2 separate regions of the Danio rerio genome follow, and region 2 is linked to region 1. Evidence: chromatin contacts called from public Micro-C data. All regions are on one chromosome and are shown on one strand. The core of a region is the stretch at or near the end of the contact, and the rest is flanking DNA. Distances in the headings are between cores, read along the strand shown. Region 1 overlaps tspan2b (tetraspanin 2b). Region 2 holds the start of si:ch73-181d5.4.

Region 1 (7,868 bases), core at 2,020-4,519:
GGTTCTTGCAAAACCCTGTGTTCTGGTGCTTGACAAAGGTTTGCCTCAGTAGTGCTGGGTAAAGTCTAGATCGGATATGCGGCCGGCCGGAAGTGCGATATGCACATTAATAAAGCAGCATTTTTTTATGACACTGTATAACAATAATTAATATTTTTACAGTACTGTGAGGGTTGGGTTTAGGGTTGGGGTGGGGTTAGGCATTAAAAAATACATTTTATTGGGTAATTTAATAGATAACATAACTAATACTCAGTACAACTACACTTTTTACATTACTGTGACGGTTGGGTTTAGGGTTGGGGTGGGGGTAGACGTTAATAAAATACAACAAATGAGAAATTTAATAAATAATAGAAATAATTCGCGTTAACTTCAGGCCGCAAACGTATCCGCTCAAGCAACAACCGCAGTGCTGAGCCCATGTGCTGATCTGGCTTATAGATGAGTGAGGATTCTTGATGCAGCGCCCCCTGAGGGATCGGAGATATATATGTTAATATTTAGTTGGCGGTTCATTCCACTGTGGTGACCCCTGATAAATAAGAGACTAAGCCGAAGATAAATGAATGATTAATATATATTTATTAGATTATATTTTAATATGGACAAAAGTCGGGACACGGTGGCTCAGTGGTTAGCACTGTGGCCTCACAGCAAGAAGGTCTCTGGTTTGAGTCCCGGCTGGGTCAGTTGGTGTTTCTGTGTGGAGTTTGCATGTTCTCTCCATGTTGGTGTGGGTTTCCTCCGGGTGCTCCGGTTTCCCCCACAGTCCAAACACATGCGCTATAGGGGAACTGATCAACTACTCTGGCCGTGGTGTATGACCCCTGAAAAAGAGACTAAGCTGAAGGAAAATGAATGAGTTATATGCACAATTATTTAAATATAAATGAGCAGTAAGAAATCTTAGTTTTACTTATTTTCAGACAGAAATTGGTCGCTGCCTTCATACTTTAAAAGAGACAAGAAATATTGAAATAAAAACAACATAATTTTATATTTATTGAATATTTAAACAATTAAATATTAAATAAAAAAAATTAAATATTAAAGTTTTATTATAATATATTAATTACAGCAAAATTTGACTTGTCATGTCTTTATTAATTAATTATTATCTAACTTATCATTGTACTCATTTTCTGTTATTATGTGTTCATTGTGAATACTGTATGTTCATTATTATCATATATACAGTGTATTGCAATAAAATAAGGAGACTGACGTGAGATTGTGCTTCCCTCTGCTGGTGATCTGATCATATTACATCTGATCAAAATGAACAGTGTACTTCCAGACTCTCTAATAACATTCACAGCAATGATTTTGTTGTAGTTGTTGCTACTAAAAACTAAACAAACTTATTCTAAGTATAACTTTTGTCATGCGCTTGATCATTTGATGCATTTGTAAAAGTCTTATTGTACTGTATATCGGATAGTATAGACAATTCCAAAATAATAATAATGACAATGATAGACATACTACTATAGAAATACATTCATTCATTCATTCATTCATTCATTCATTTTCTTAGTCCTTTTATTAATCCGGGGTCGCCACAGTGGAATGAACCGCCAACTTATCCAGCACATTTTTATGCAGCGGATGCCCTTCCAGCCGCAACCCATCTCTCAGAACTATAGAAATACAGTAATATCATAATATAGCTATGCTGCTACACAATAATAGTATGTTAAATAGTTTATTTATAATTTGTTTATTTTATATAGTATACAGTTTTCTGCTTCATAAATCCAGAATTCTGCAGAACTGTCTATTGGAAAACAAAATGATATGCATCATTCATTCCTTTAAGATTTTATTAGCATAAATACAGTTAAAATAGGTATTTTTCCATCAAGTGAAGTGATGTGATGTGTTTGATCATATGATATTTACTGTTTTAATATGCTGTATAGTATGATTCTACTTTTTGAGCTGCTTGTGTGTTTTTAATGCACAAATAATGTTCTGCACTGTGTAAAATATCCCTAAATCAGCAGTTTTCTGCATTTTGTGATGCATGTTTTTGTTTTTCCTCATTTATTTCTGCTTGTGAATGTCATTATGGGATCTTGATCATCTTCTAGCAACGTTTATAACCTTGAACAGTGTGTGTATAGTCTGTGTTCATGTGTAATAGTGTGTAGTGTGTGTATAGTGTGTGTTCTGCTCATGTGTAATAGTGTGCAGTGTGTGTATAGTGTGTGTTCTGCTCATGTGTAATAGTGTGTAGTGTGTGTATAGTGTGTGTTGGTGTTGTATATTACTCTACAGTGAGCTTGTAATAAACTGCAGCACATGTTCTGCTATTCTACACTCTTATTCCTCTACATATGATCTCTTATATTATTTCACACCACTAAAATGTCAATAAAAGTCACTTTGTTAAACTGTAGAGTTGAATTATGAGCATCAGGAGTGGACAGAGCAGAGATCAACATCCCATAATGCAGTTCACCACCGCTAATAAACACAAGCTGTTCATTAGCAGAGATTTTTCACAGTGTATCTGCCAATAACAGTTATTTAATATGCATGTTTAAGCATTTTTGATTAGTTTTGCATGATATTTTCCTAATATTGTGTGCCCGAATGAGCTTAAATAATGTGTGTGTCCTGCACAGGGGTGTACATCCTCATCGCAGCCGGTGGTCTGGTGATGCTGGTGGGTTTTTTCGGCTGCTGTGGAGCCGTGCGGGAGTCGCAGTGTCTTCTGGGATTGGTGAGAGTTACATTTACTAATATCTGAGTAAACACCATAGCATTGCTCACTGATAAATGCTGACTGATAATTGATGAGGACGACAGTAGAGCTGCACTGTAAACAACACCTGCTAATGAACAGTATATGGGATGTTGATCTCTGCTCTGTCCACTCCTGATGCTCATAATTCAACTCTACAGTTTAACAAAGTGACTTTTACTGACATTTTAGTGGTGTGAAATAATATAAGAGATCATATGTAGAGGAATAAGAGTGTAGAATAGCAGAACATGTGCTGCAGTTTATTACAAGCTCACTGTAGAGTAATATACAACACCAACACACACTATACACACACTGCACACTATTACACATGAGCAGAACACACACTTTTGAGGTTAAAAGATCCCATAATGCAATTTAAAACATGGATGGGGGGAAATAAAACATGAATCACACACTGTTAGTTGACAGGTATTTTGTACGGTGTAGTCAGTCTTGCCTTCATGTTATTGACATTTCCAAGCAATTTATTTCCTTTTCTGATTAATTGTTTTCCTTGTTCCTTGTTTCCGCATGCCGGAGTTTGCTCAGACTAATGTTTGTATGTTAGACAGTAGGCTGTGTTCTGGAATGCTCTTTTGGATTTGCCTCTATGTTTCTTTGCACAGATTTAACCTCTGCATTTGCATCTCTACTGCTGTCTGCACATTTCCGGCTTGTTATGCAAGAAAACAGGAATTAAGATGAAAAATAAACAAGGAAATAAAAACTCAAAAAGACTTGATGCGGTAACACTCGTTATGTCATTCTAAAACAGGATGCATTGTTTTGTTTACTGTACACAACACTATTTTAAACTATTTTTATACACGCACACATGTTCAGCTTAAAGGATCGTCAGTCTTCAACGCTTTGGTGCACAGACTTAAACTTGGTCTCATTTTAAAGAAGACACTTGTCAGAATGTGACTGAAGGGAAAAAAAGTTTAAAAAAAAACTTAAAGTTTTTTAAAATAATATAATATAATGCGCCTTTATATAATATAAAAATATAATGCGCCTTTATATTTATGTAAACAATCAAAACAAAAATATAGATTGTATTATATTACATAAAAAATATGTTTAAATTTTTTTTGTCTAAATTAGTCAGAAAATCAAAGCTAAATATTTGAACAAATTATGTTCCAAATATAAAGTTGATAACAAAAAATTTACTTTCAGTGGGATTTTGTTTGGCTGCAGTACTAAACATGAACACCAGGTTATATAATCATTCATTCATTTTCTTGTCGGCTCAGTTCCTTTATTAATTCGGGGTCGCCACAGCGGAATGAACCGCCAACTTATTCAGCAAGTTTTTACGCAGCGAATGCCCTTCCAGCTGCAACCCATCACTAGGAAACATCCACACACACATTTAAACACACACACACACACACACACATACACTACGGACAATTTAGCCTACCCAATTCATCTGTACCGCATGTGTTTGGACTGTGGGGGAAACCGGAGCATCCGGAGGAAACCCACGCCAACACGGGGAGAACATGCAAACTCCACACAGAAACACCAACTGAGCTGACGCTAGACCTTCTTGCTGTGAGGCAACAGCACTACCTACTGCGCCACTGCTTCGCCTATATATAAAATAGTATATATTAATATAAATAAATAAATAAGTTAAGAAGTTAAACTAAAATCTAATACTTTTTATTATATTTTCAAGGGCTGAAAACAGCAGCTTTTGAAACAGGGCAACCGCTTAAAAAAATCATTTTCATATTTGTCAATTACTCACTTGCTATTCAAAATGCAGATTTTTAGATGTAAAGAAAACCGCTTAAAATCTTTAGTACATGCTGTCAAATAAATGCCATTAAATTGACAAATACCACAAAACTTTACCACAATTTATCAAAGACATACTTAACTTACAGGGCTTTTACTGGCTTATACTGTTTATCTTTATATATATATATATATATATATGCGCAATATCACACGAGTAGCAGGCTGTATCGGCAGCAGACTGATTGTCTTAGTGTCCCACCACTGATGATATACAGCCATACCGGACTGCTGCAAGTGTGGTATTGCGTTCTGCAAACACCAGCAGATTACTATGGTAATAATGCAGCACTACAACACACAAAGAGAGAGTGTCACTTACCTGTTTAATAATGATTTGATCTGCTGTAGCTTGAGTTTTTCCTTCTCTAAGGGCTTATTATGCGGTCTTTGACGCCATCTTGTGGCAGAACATCAACCGTTTTTGCTATGCTCAGTATGACATGCTGATGGCGTTGAATCTCTGAAGTTATGATTATTTAAAATAGGCACTATCCCTATAAATAAACCGAGTAGCTGCAATCTAAACAATGACAATCTCACCTAAAAAAGCCTCAACAGTACATGATGTTGTCCAACAGCTGCAATATTTGTCAAACTGTAGTGAGTTTATTGATCTGATGTCACTCTGTGTGGGCGGAGTAATACACAAAGGTGAAGAGGCTGTACCAGTGCTGTTCTTGCAAAATATTGCACCCCTATATATATATATATATATATGAAATGTAGAAAGCATTTTAATTTATTTAACATTATTTATGTCTCTTTTACAGTTTTTTGCCTGTCTTCTGGTCATCTTTGGAGCTGAAGTTGCAGCAGGAGTTTTTGGCTTCATCAACAAAGACAAGGTATTATTATTATTATTATTATTATTATTATTATTATTATTATTATTATTATTATTATTATTATTATTATTATTATTATTATTATAGTGGAAATGACATGACACATGTTGATTCAAAGCTCTTTATTTCAATAAATCAGATTTTTACAGCACAAGTTTCTTTAATGTTTCATCTTAGATCATTCAGGAAATAAGGCACTTCTATGATGAGTCTGCTGGAAACAACAACAATAATGCAACCGTGCAGTCCTACCACACCGTAGTGAGTTCACATTATTACCTTGTTTTATTACTCTACTACACCTTATTGTGGATTTAATCAGACTGTGGTGTCATTATAACTATATACATGTGTAGTTGAATTATTCACCCTCCTGTTTCATTTTTAATTCTTTTATATTTTCTTATACTTTTATATGTTATACATTTCTACTCATAATAATGTTAATAACTCATCTCTAATAGCTGATGTGTTTTCTCTTCACCATGATGACAGCACATAATATTAGTCTAGATATTCTTCAAGACACTAGTGTTCAGCTTACAGTGGCATGTAAAGGCTTCACTAGGGTAATGAGGGTAAAGTTAGGGTAATTAGGCAAGTCATTGTATAACAGTGGTTTGTTCTGGAGACAATCCAACACTAATATTGCTGAAGAGGCGAATAATATTGAGCTTAACATGACTTTAACACTATTAAACACTGCTTTTATTCTAGCCCAAATAAAACTAATCAGACTTTCTCCAGAAGAACAAATTTTCAATAATGTGTAAATGTCTAAATATCATTTGAGAAATATTTGAAAATGCACAAATATCGAGCAGGAGGGTGAATAATTTTGCCCACAACTATATGTACTGTATATATGTTTAATGTTGTCATAAAAGACTGTAATTGTGGCTGTAATTGTATTTTAACCCGTCTCATCTGCAGTTGAGTTGCTGTGGTTCATCTACAGTGACGCCATCCTCATGTAAAAACATGGTATTTAACCAGGTAAGCTCTTAAATGAAACACTGATTAAAACTGTCTGCTACTAGTAATAGTTCTGCACAATACTGAGAAAACATGCAATAATACGAGTATTACGATAGCGATATTTCTTGCGATACATGTCCCATTAAAGGTATTTTGGATATTTAGTCTGATCTAGTAAACTGGCTAACATGTAGACACTGTGAACGAGTGTAAACCTGATATGCAGATATTCTGACTCTGATTGGCTGTTGTCATTTTCCTCTTATCTTGACTCCGCCCACTATTGTTTAAATTCAGCACTGAGTTCAGCTTCCAGCCATTAGTAGAACAGCACCTACTGGGTGGGCGGGGCTTAAGATAGAATCACCCCATCTGATTGGTCAAATTTGGATGAACAGTCAGTGCTGATAGCCTCATGTGTAGAGCTATTGCTAGAAGGGATACAGCTGGAAGGCGGGAGGTTGAATTATTATTCATTACATTATTCATTAACTGTATTTTATTAACATCTAAACCTACTCAAACCCTAAACCCAACCCTCACTGTCAGGTAAAAACAGCAATTATACTGAATATTATTCATATTATTTTTTAAATTACACATTAAATGCATTTTATTAACGTTAACCCTGAACCCAATCCTCACAGTAACGCAAAAACAGTAATTATACAGAGTATTATTCATATTATTTATTAAATTACCCATTAATTAGCATTTTATTAACATCTACTCTAAACCCAATCCTCACAGTAATGTGAACTGTTAAATATTGTTGTATGGTGTCATAGAAATGACGCTATCCACAGCTGTATCCCTTCTAGACGTAACCCATGCACCGTATGCCAACATTGTGCTTTGGGCATCAATACCGCAATACCAATAATTCCCCGATATGTTGTGCAGCCAAAATTAGTAAACACTTAGTTTAAAAGCACAGTGTGTGAGTTTGGCCATTAGAGGGCGTCTATTCACAACAAACAAAGGCATATTTCCATGACTGTGGCTGAGTGTGGAATCATGGGAGTTGTAGTCATTTTAGGCGTCTGTTATATGTAGTGCTGCGAAACTCTAAAGTCGCATATGTAAGTACAAAAGTCAGTGTTTCATAAAAAGATACATGAAAATGGCAGATATAGTGTCTGTAATAGCAGAGTTTGACATGCAGTGAAGTGTGTATACGCATTGATCTGTGTGTGTGTGTGTGTGTGTGTGTGTGTGCAGACGTGTGACGTGGCCATTGAAGAGTTTTTCAACAGTAAGCTGTTCATCGTGGGTTACGTGGGAATAGGAATCGCTGGAGTCATGGTAAATGAACTTTTTTTGTCAATAATACAGTCTGTTATCATGTCCGCAGTTTAGGATAATGTACATCCAGGTGGTTGTTCTCACAGAATATATACAGTCGAGCTCGATTATTCACACCACTTATTACAAAGTAAAACAAGATTACTCTGCTTAACACATTATATTGC
Region 2 (7,868 bases), core at 1,016-3,515, 48 kb before region 1:
GTGTGGTGGTGGCGTTAATTATTAATAATTGTGTTTGGATGCGCATACGCATCATGTGTAATGTGCATGGTGGCTGTTTTTGCGCCATTGACTTCATTTATAATCACATTTATTGATTGCTGCTGGTTTTCCCTGTTGAGAATGTGTCCAAAAATGTGATTATAATGCAAGTCAACGGGGCAAAAACAGCTGCCAACATCACCAAAGAGGAGTCAGTCTAAACAGTGCATTGAGTTTTTGGAAAACTTTCAAAGCGTTTTCCCAAAATATGAGTCAAAATAAGATTTGTCGTGAAAAATCATCCTGTTTGGGATGGGAATTTTGTCTCTGTTTTGAAGACTTTAGATTATAGATATCGTTGCGACTATTGCTTATGACTACATTAGTGATACTAAGATATAGAAAACTATTAATTTCATGAGAGCTTTTAAACCTTTCCAAGGCAAAATTTGGCAACTTGTTTGTGAAGGTGTTGCAAACATGGCAAAATCTGAGAAAAACTAGGTTTGTTTGTCGAGTTGTCGATGCCATTGTCGCTCTTTGCTATTGTGTCGTCTTATTACTGCGCATAAATGCAAACAAAATTATAATCTAATTGTTGATAATTATTCAAAATGAACAACCAAAAATGATTTAAATATAATGGGTTTCCTTGCGTCATATGAGATTATATGCACAGAAAAAAGCAATAGCATCTGGATGCAGCCTTTATGATGCAAGTTGAGATTGCAATCAGACACAATGCACTCAACTGAGCTAGTGACATCACTGTAAGGGGTGGGGTTAGGTGAGCGCATTAAAAAGCATTGCATGCAGCTCAGATTGCATCTGCTTCAGGTCTGCATCCAGACCTCTCTCAAAAAAAAGGCACATTAAAATATCCTTGAATAATCAAAACAATTAAAGAAGATTTAGGTTTAGATTTAGGCAAAAAAAAGCTAAATATTCACAGTAAAGATCAGCTAAATGAGCATGCTTCATAATACTTATAAATATCGTAACTAAAAAAACTCATAAAGGTTTATAACTAAACAAATGTGGCAATATGTGGTTAATTTGAGGGAGAGTAAATAGAGGTGAAGTTGGTTTTATATTGGGATATTCAGATATTCTTCTTAATAATATAATGCCAGAAAAGTATCGTTAATAGGGAAATTATATTAGCAGCAAGTGACTATCAAAGTACAGCATTGTTCACAGTCAATTAGACAGTGTTAATGTTGTTTACAAGTCATACTTGCATGCTAATTCAGATCCAATATTCAGAGTAACATGCTAAACAATATAGAGACTGCTAAATGAACCAATGTGCCAATATAAAACCAACTTTACCTCTATTACCTCTAAATTGAAGCCTATAAAGTTGTTGCACTAAACAAACATGGCTGACAGTTCACCCAAAATAAAATTCTGTTATCATTTACTCAGACTTTACTTGTTTTGAACCTTTATGAGTGGTTCTTGTTAATCTCACAAGAAGATATTTTGAAGTTGAAAATCTTCAACCATTGACAGTCAGCCTATTTGCTTTTCCCACAATGGAGGGTTTCAAGCTTTCTTCAGAATATCTTCTTCTGGGTTTTGCAGAAGAAAGACACTCAGAAGGGTTTATAACTTAACGAATGTAGTAAAATGTGTTTTTTAAGAGAGTAAATAGTACCTAAATAAAATAAGATAGTTGAATGAAATAAGATAGTTCACCCAAAAATGAAAGTTCTGTCATCATTTACTCACACTTTACTGATTTCAAACTCTTATGAGAAACTCTTATGCTTCTTGTTGATCTAAAAAAAATAAATAAATAAATAAATGTTGGTGCTGGAAACCTTTAGCCATTGTCATCCACAGTAGGCTATTTGCTTTTCCCACAATGGAAGTTACGGGTTTCCAGCCTTCTTCAGAATATCTTTTTTGAGTTTAACAGAAGAAAATAACTCATAAAGCTTTATAACTGTAAACAAATGTGGTAATCAGAGGTTTATAAATACAAACTGAGGTGAGAGTCGTTCATAAAGGCCTACATTTATAATTCGTGTGTGAAAATGCCTTTAACAAGCGTTGGCTGTAGAGCGCGCACTCTTCAATGCTGTTTAAGAAAGTATTTGTTGATTTTATCTTAATCTTTTTGTACTTTTGTTATTAAGTTTGAGTGCTGACATTGTTTCTTAAATTTGTCCTCCAGTACGCAGGAGTCGCTGTTCGGTTCCGGTGCGGAGTCTCGCGGCGGTTCTGGATCCTCTTTATACCGAGCGTCACGCCCCTTTCACGGTCAAAATGGAGGCATTGCTGTGCGTTTGTGTGATTGACTGCATTTAACATTAATAATCAATTATAATCTTTCATCCATTGAGCTCGAAGTGCGTGTAAACGCAGACACACGCGTTGGACTGTATAAGGTGAGTCCGCGGTGGGCTGTGGGTGCTGTGGGTGTTTCGCTTCACCTCACATGCTTCATTATTTATTTGCAGATGTGTGATGTGCTGAATGAGATGTGCAGTTTAGCAGCACGTCAAACACATGTTTCGCAGTCTCTCTTTACTCTGCAGACTGTTTCATACACCATGTTGAAGTTCGCTGTTGAACACTGAGTTCGCTGTTATGAATTAGACAGCCAAAGTGATTTCAATTATTTGATGATTTCTGAATTAATAATGTCATTGTGGTGTTTAATTTGATGAGATGTGAAATGTTGAAGCATGAATATAGTGTTACGGTGTTTTTCGAATATATTATATACATTACGACCATTCATTTACAGTATTGTGTAAATTAGGGTGAATGCAGGTTTAAAAAGCGACATCTGTCGAAATTATCCTTAACATTAAACTGTTTACTAGTTTACAGCTGAAAATGTAAAGTTTTAGGCACATAAACGCTTACCTCTGATTTAATTCTAATTTAACTCAAATTTGATGTATGTTATGCATTGTTTTTTTCCCAGTGCAACTTTTACAGTCATGCAAAATAATAATCAAGCTAAAACCCATATCCATAGAGGTGAAGTTGGTTTGATATTGAAATATTCAGACATTCTCCTTAATATAATGTCAGAAAAGTATTGTAAATAGTGAAATCATATTAGCAGCAAATGACTATCAAAGTACAGCATTGTTCACAGTCAATTAGACAGTGTTAATGTTGTTTACAAGTCATACTTGCATGCTAATTCAGATCCAATATTCAGAGTAACATGCTAAACAATATAGAGACTGCTAAATGAAACCAATATAAAACCAACCTCACCTATATGCTAAAACCTTTGTCCGAGTATTTAAACATGATTTTATTATTAAGTTTATAATAAATATTTAGTTGTGGTTATGCATTAAGGTGAAGTTGATATTTGCACAATCAGTAAAACAGTAAAGTAGAATTCAAAAAGGCGAATACAGATTAATAATAATGAGGTACTGTTATGAATTATGAGATGATATTGCTAAACGTAAGAATGACTTCAGAATAACATCAGCACTTTTTAACTCACTGTGAAAACAGTCCTTTTCTGACATTATATTAAGAAGGTGAATGTGCAAATATAACATTAACTTTATCCCAGTTTTCTTTCTTTCTATTAAAGTAAAATATGAGGTAAATCATTCATAGTTTTTCTTATAGTGTATATTTAAGTCTTGCAACACTACATAATCAGGTCAATCACACCCATTTCTTTATCAACAATCTAATATTTGATAAAACTTTATTTTGTTTGACTTTTCTGCATTTATGAGGGAAACGCTTGGTTGTGGATGTGACAGATGTGAAATTGACACTTGTGTGACTTTGATGAATCAAATATTGACATTGACAGAGACATTACAGCACTGTGGAAAACCAGCCTACACAAAAACAGAAAGGCTCTCGCTATTTTAGTTCGTAAAAGTTAGTATATTAGTTACTTCAGTTTAAAGGATTCATGGCAAGGCTGACATTTGCAAGGAATAGCTCAGTAGGGTTAAACCTTTTTTATATATATATATATATATATATATATATATGTGTGTGTGTGTGTGTGTGTGTGTGTGTGTGTGTGTGTGTGTGTGTGTGTGTGTGTGTGTTTACTGTTAAGCTTAAATAAATGTGTTCACCCTAAAATTTTTCAGAAAATCTAGTATTTCTCACAGACAAATATGAGATTGTCTAATCCTTCAGCTCTAATATTTTCTCTGTATCTCCTCTGTTCTGGGGTCAGATGGATGCGGACGCCTCTGGCACTGATCTGATGGGCAAGAGCTGGGGCTTCCGGCGCAGCACGATAGCCAAACGAGAGTTCTTGGAGGCGGTGTGCTCACTGGACGAGAGCAGCGGAGATCCTGACCTCCAGACCAACAGGGGTCGTGGCCGGGGTCGAGGCAGAGGTCGCGGCAGGGGTCGCGGTCGCGGAAAACGTGCTGCCGACGCTGGCATGGGGTTAACGGCAGCTAAACGAGGGCGTAGGGGTCGAGGGCGCGTGTGGGTACATGCAGACGAGTCCAGCAGCGAACGCAACACAGGAGGAGCCACATCCGATCGAGCTGAAGACAGCGACGATCTCAACCTGCAGGAGATGCGGAGGCGAGCGCTGGCACGGCGGATGAGGGAAAGCACAGACGGAGAGAGAAATGATGGTCTGGGGGAGCAGGAGGGTGTAGAGCAGTCTGACGACACCGAAAGCGCAGCAGAAGGAGAGAAGCAGGGTTTATTCACTGACAGGGAAGCCGCAGATACTCTGAGTTTTGCTGGAGATGAGAGGAATGAGCGACTGCAGAATCACTCTGAGCACCAGGAGGAAATCTGCATCTCTGATAAACATGAGGAGGATAATCAGGACGCTGTGTGTGGCACATGTGGACAGAGGGATGATAGTAACAGGTGAGAATCGAGTGTGTAGGGGTGTGACGATAACCACATTACCGCCATAATGAGATGTCAACTGCGGTGATGTGGTTAAGCATGTTTATGGTGAAGCTCCGCTGTAATTCCTATATCACAAACCTCTATCAACATTTTTAAATACAAGCTCCGCTTTAGAGGTCTGCATTCCCGCGGGACCCGACCAGATTTCTGCGGCGCGGGAATACATTTCCGAATAAAGCCCGGGAGCGGTCAGTAACGGGTTTAATTTGGGACGGGAGCGGGCCGTCTAGCAATATCACTCCCGACTCCCGAGCGAGCATGCGTATGTATGTGTGTAAATGAAATAGCGCGATGCTGTGTTTAGCTTGTTTGTTGCTGTGAGTGTGTATGTGTGTGTGTGCGCACGAATGAGAGAGAGAGAGAGAGAGGTTTGTCTGTGTGTGTGCTTGGTGTTTGTGTGTGTGAGTGTGTGTGTTAGTGCACGCGAATGAGAGAGAGAGAGGTTTGTCTGTGTGTGTGTGTGTTTGTTTGTGTGTGTCTGTGTGTGTGTTTGTTTGTTTGTTTGTTTATTTTTGTGTGTGTTTGTGTTTGTTTGTGTGTGTTTGTTTGTGTGTGTGTGTGTGTGTGTTTGTTTGTGTTTATGTTTGTTTGTGTGTGTTTGTTTGTGTGTGTGTGTGTGTGTGTTTGTTTGTGTGTGTTTGTTTGTGTGTGTGTGTGTGTGTGTGTTTGTGTTTGTTTGTGTGTGTTTGTGTGTGTTTGTTTGTGTGTGTTTGTTTGTGTTTGTGTTTGTGTGTGTGTGTTTGTTTGTGTGTGTTTGTGTGTGTTTGTTTGTGTGTGTTTGTTTGTGTGTTTGTGTTTGTTTGTGTGTGTTTGTGTTTGTTTGTGTGTGTTTGTGTGTGTTTGTTTGTGTGTGTTTGTTTGTGTTTGTTTGTGTGTGTTTGTGTGTGTTTGTTTGTGTGTGTTTGTGTGTGTTTGTGTGTGTTTGTTTGTGTGTGTTTGTTTGTGTGTGTGTGTTTGTTTGTGTTTGTGTTTGTTTGTGTGTGTTTGTGTTTGTTTGTGTGTGTTTGTGTGTGTTTATTTGTGTGTGTTTGTTTGTGTGTGTTTGTGTTTCTCAGTGATGGGTTGCAGCTGGAAGGGCATCCGCTGGATAAAAACGTGCTGGATAAGTTGGCGGTTCATTCCGCTGTGGCGACCCCACATTAATAAAGGGTCTAAGCCGACCAGTAAATGAATGAATGAATGAATGAATATATAAATATATTGATATGTTGTTTAATTATGGATATTGCAATGTGTATATCCTCAATAGTCACATCGCAAGATATGCAATGTTTAGTCTGCATTATAGTTGAGCAGAAGCTATAGAATTGTACTTAATAACTGTATTTATATGGAATTTATGCAAAAACTTAGAATTTTGTGTTGTTTTAGTCAAAATGTCAACATTTTAACGAAAAAGCAAGATTATTGTACTTACCCTGTGCCCTGGCAGATCATTAAGCTTGTTTTCACTGTTCATTTTGACATCTGAAGTTGAAAACAAAACAATATTTTAACTTGCTCTGCGAATGTTGTTGATATTTGGACTACAAACGAGACAAAGTAAGAAAATATGTATTTTTTTGCATTGAGATTTATTTAATTTCTCATGCTTAATACTGTTAGTCTCCCCAGAAAAAAAAAAATCCAAATGTCAGATTTTTCCAATATTTTCCAATACCTAACCCTAATTTTGATCTCCTACCAAACTAATGCTGTCTCCATCTGTCAGGTTGACGATCAGCTGTAAATCCTGTGGAGCGTTTCGGCATGTGGACTGTGTCGGCATCTTTGAGACTTGGAAAAATGAGGAATATATGTGTCCACCATGCACTGAGAACCGGGAACTGACATGCAGGAACCAGAAGACTGACGATCCGTGCCTAAAACAAGAGATCAGCTCAATCAACATGGTAATGCTGCATCATCATCTCTCATCACACTGTCTGAAAAGCGCATCTCTAACAGAACTGATCCTCTTTGTGGAGTAATAAATGGAGCACGACAGATTGCTCTTAATAACCCCCCTGGTAACTACTAAACATTAGTAGAGAAGAGATCCGGTCAGCTCTTCTTCTAAATCTAGTCTGTGTGTCAATCTCAGGTGGATGTGCAGCAGATGATAAAGGTGGAGCAGAATGTGGTGGAGGTTTCGCCCAAATGCATTGGTCCGGGCTGCAGCAGCGATGCCCTGCCGGAGTCGGTGTACTGCGGTCATCGCTGTATCGTTCAGCACGCAGCCGTCGCCATCAAGACTCTCTCTGAACCCAAACCTGAGGTCAAATCTGCTGTTGTACCGTCTCTCAAGGTGAATATAATCACATACACTCTGTAAACAATGTCTGCTGATGAACAGCTCCTGTGCTTTGTTATTTGCGGTGGTGAATTCTGTTCACATCTGATGTTGAACATTCAACTCTACAGTTTAACAAAGTGACTTTTATTCTGTAAATATAAACATATGCATGTGTTTATACGCACACACACACATATATATATATCATAAATAAGAACTTTAATGTAGATGTGATGAATGATTTTGCCAGCACTGGTGTTTAATGTTCTCTCTCCTGCTTTCACCTTTCAGAGCGAGAAACGATCATTTCTTGCGAAGCTTTTCAAGGTGAAGGTCAACAAGAGTCCAGCAGAGAGAGAGCAGGAGGGTAAAGCAGAAGAAAAGAGCGAAGAGTCTGTCTGTTCATCTGCAGTCGCTGACCCAGCACAAACAACCACAGCCACTCCACCTGAACATCACAAACTCCGTATGTATCATGGACTATTTTCACACTCCAGCCCTATTTATATCAGATTTTAATAATCATGTTTGTTAATACAATCACAAGTGGACCACATTAAGGTCCTGTTCCCATGAACACAGTGTCTTCAAAACCGCAGATTCTGCAGTGTGTCTGCAGGGTCTCAGAATATCTTAAGGACTGTAGGGGATGTTTGGGTCATATTTTGGTGTTGGGGGTCTCCAACAACAGGCTGATCTG

The links. Hi-C and Micro-C count contacts between places; a contact is called where the count stands out from the background.
Region 2: a contact with region 1 is called in a Micro-C map of caudal fin, with 3 times the contacts expected there. The contact joins the promoter of si:ch73-181d5.4 here to the enhancer-like site in region 1. A contact is called at or near these places in 2 of 18 Hi-C or Micro-C datasets (caudal fin and an unstated tissue).

Annotation. Positions count from the first base shown.
Region 1 is chr23:498,247-506,114 of GRCz12tu, reverse strand. tspan2b (tetraspanin 2b) reads left to right here. Exons shown (of 8, transcript XM_005161898.6): 3 at 2,634-2,731; 4 at 5,344-5,418; 5 at 5,596-5,679; 6 at 6,352-6,414; 7 at 7,618-7,701. Among named protein-coding and RNA genes, the nearest start is that of slc25a55b, 20 kb to the right of the region's middle. Within about 2 kb of position 3,269, at least 1 of the 62 cell types and tissues checked has an H3K27ac peak or open chromatin away from gene starts, as enhancers often do. A contact at or near this core is called in caudal fin, where this site is marked.
Region 2 is chr23:545,525-553,392 of GRCz12tu, reverse strand. si:ch73-181d5.4 reads left to right here and starts at 2,265. Exons shown (of 15, transcript XM_003201155.7): 1 at 2,265-2,396; 2 at 4,190-4,848; 3 at 6,605-6,785; 4 at 6,977-7,180; 5 at 7,460-7,634. The coding sequence starts at 4,190.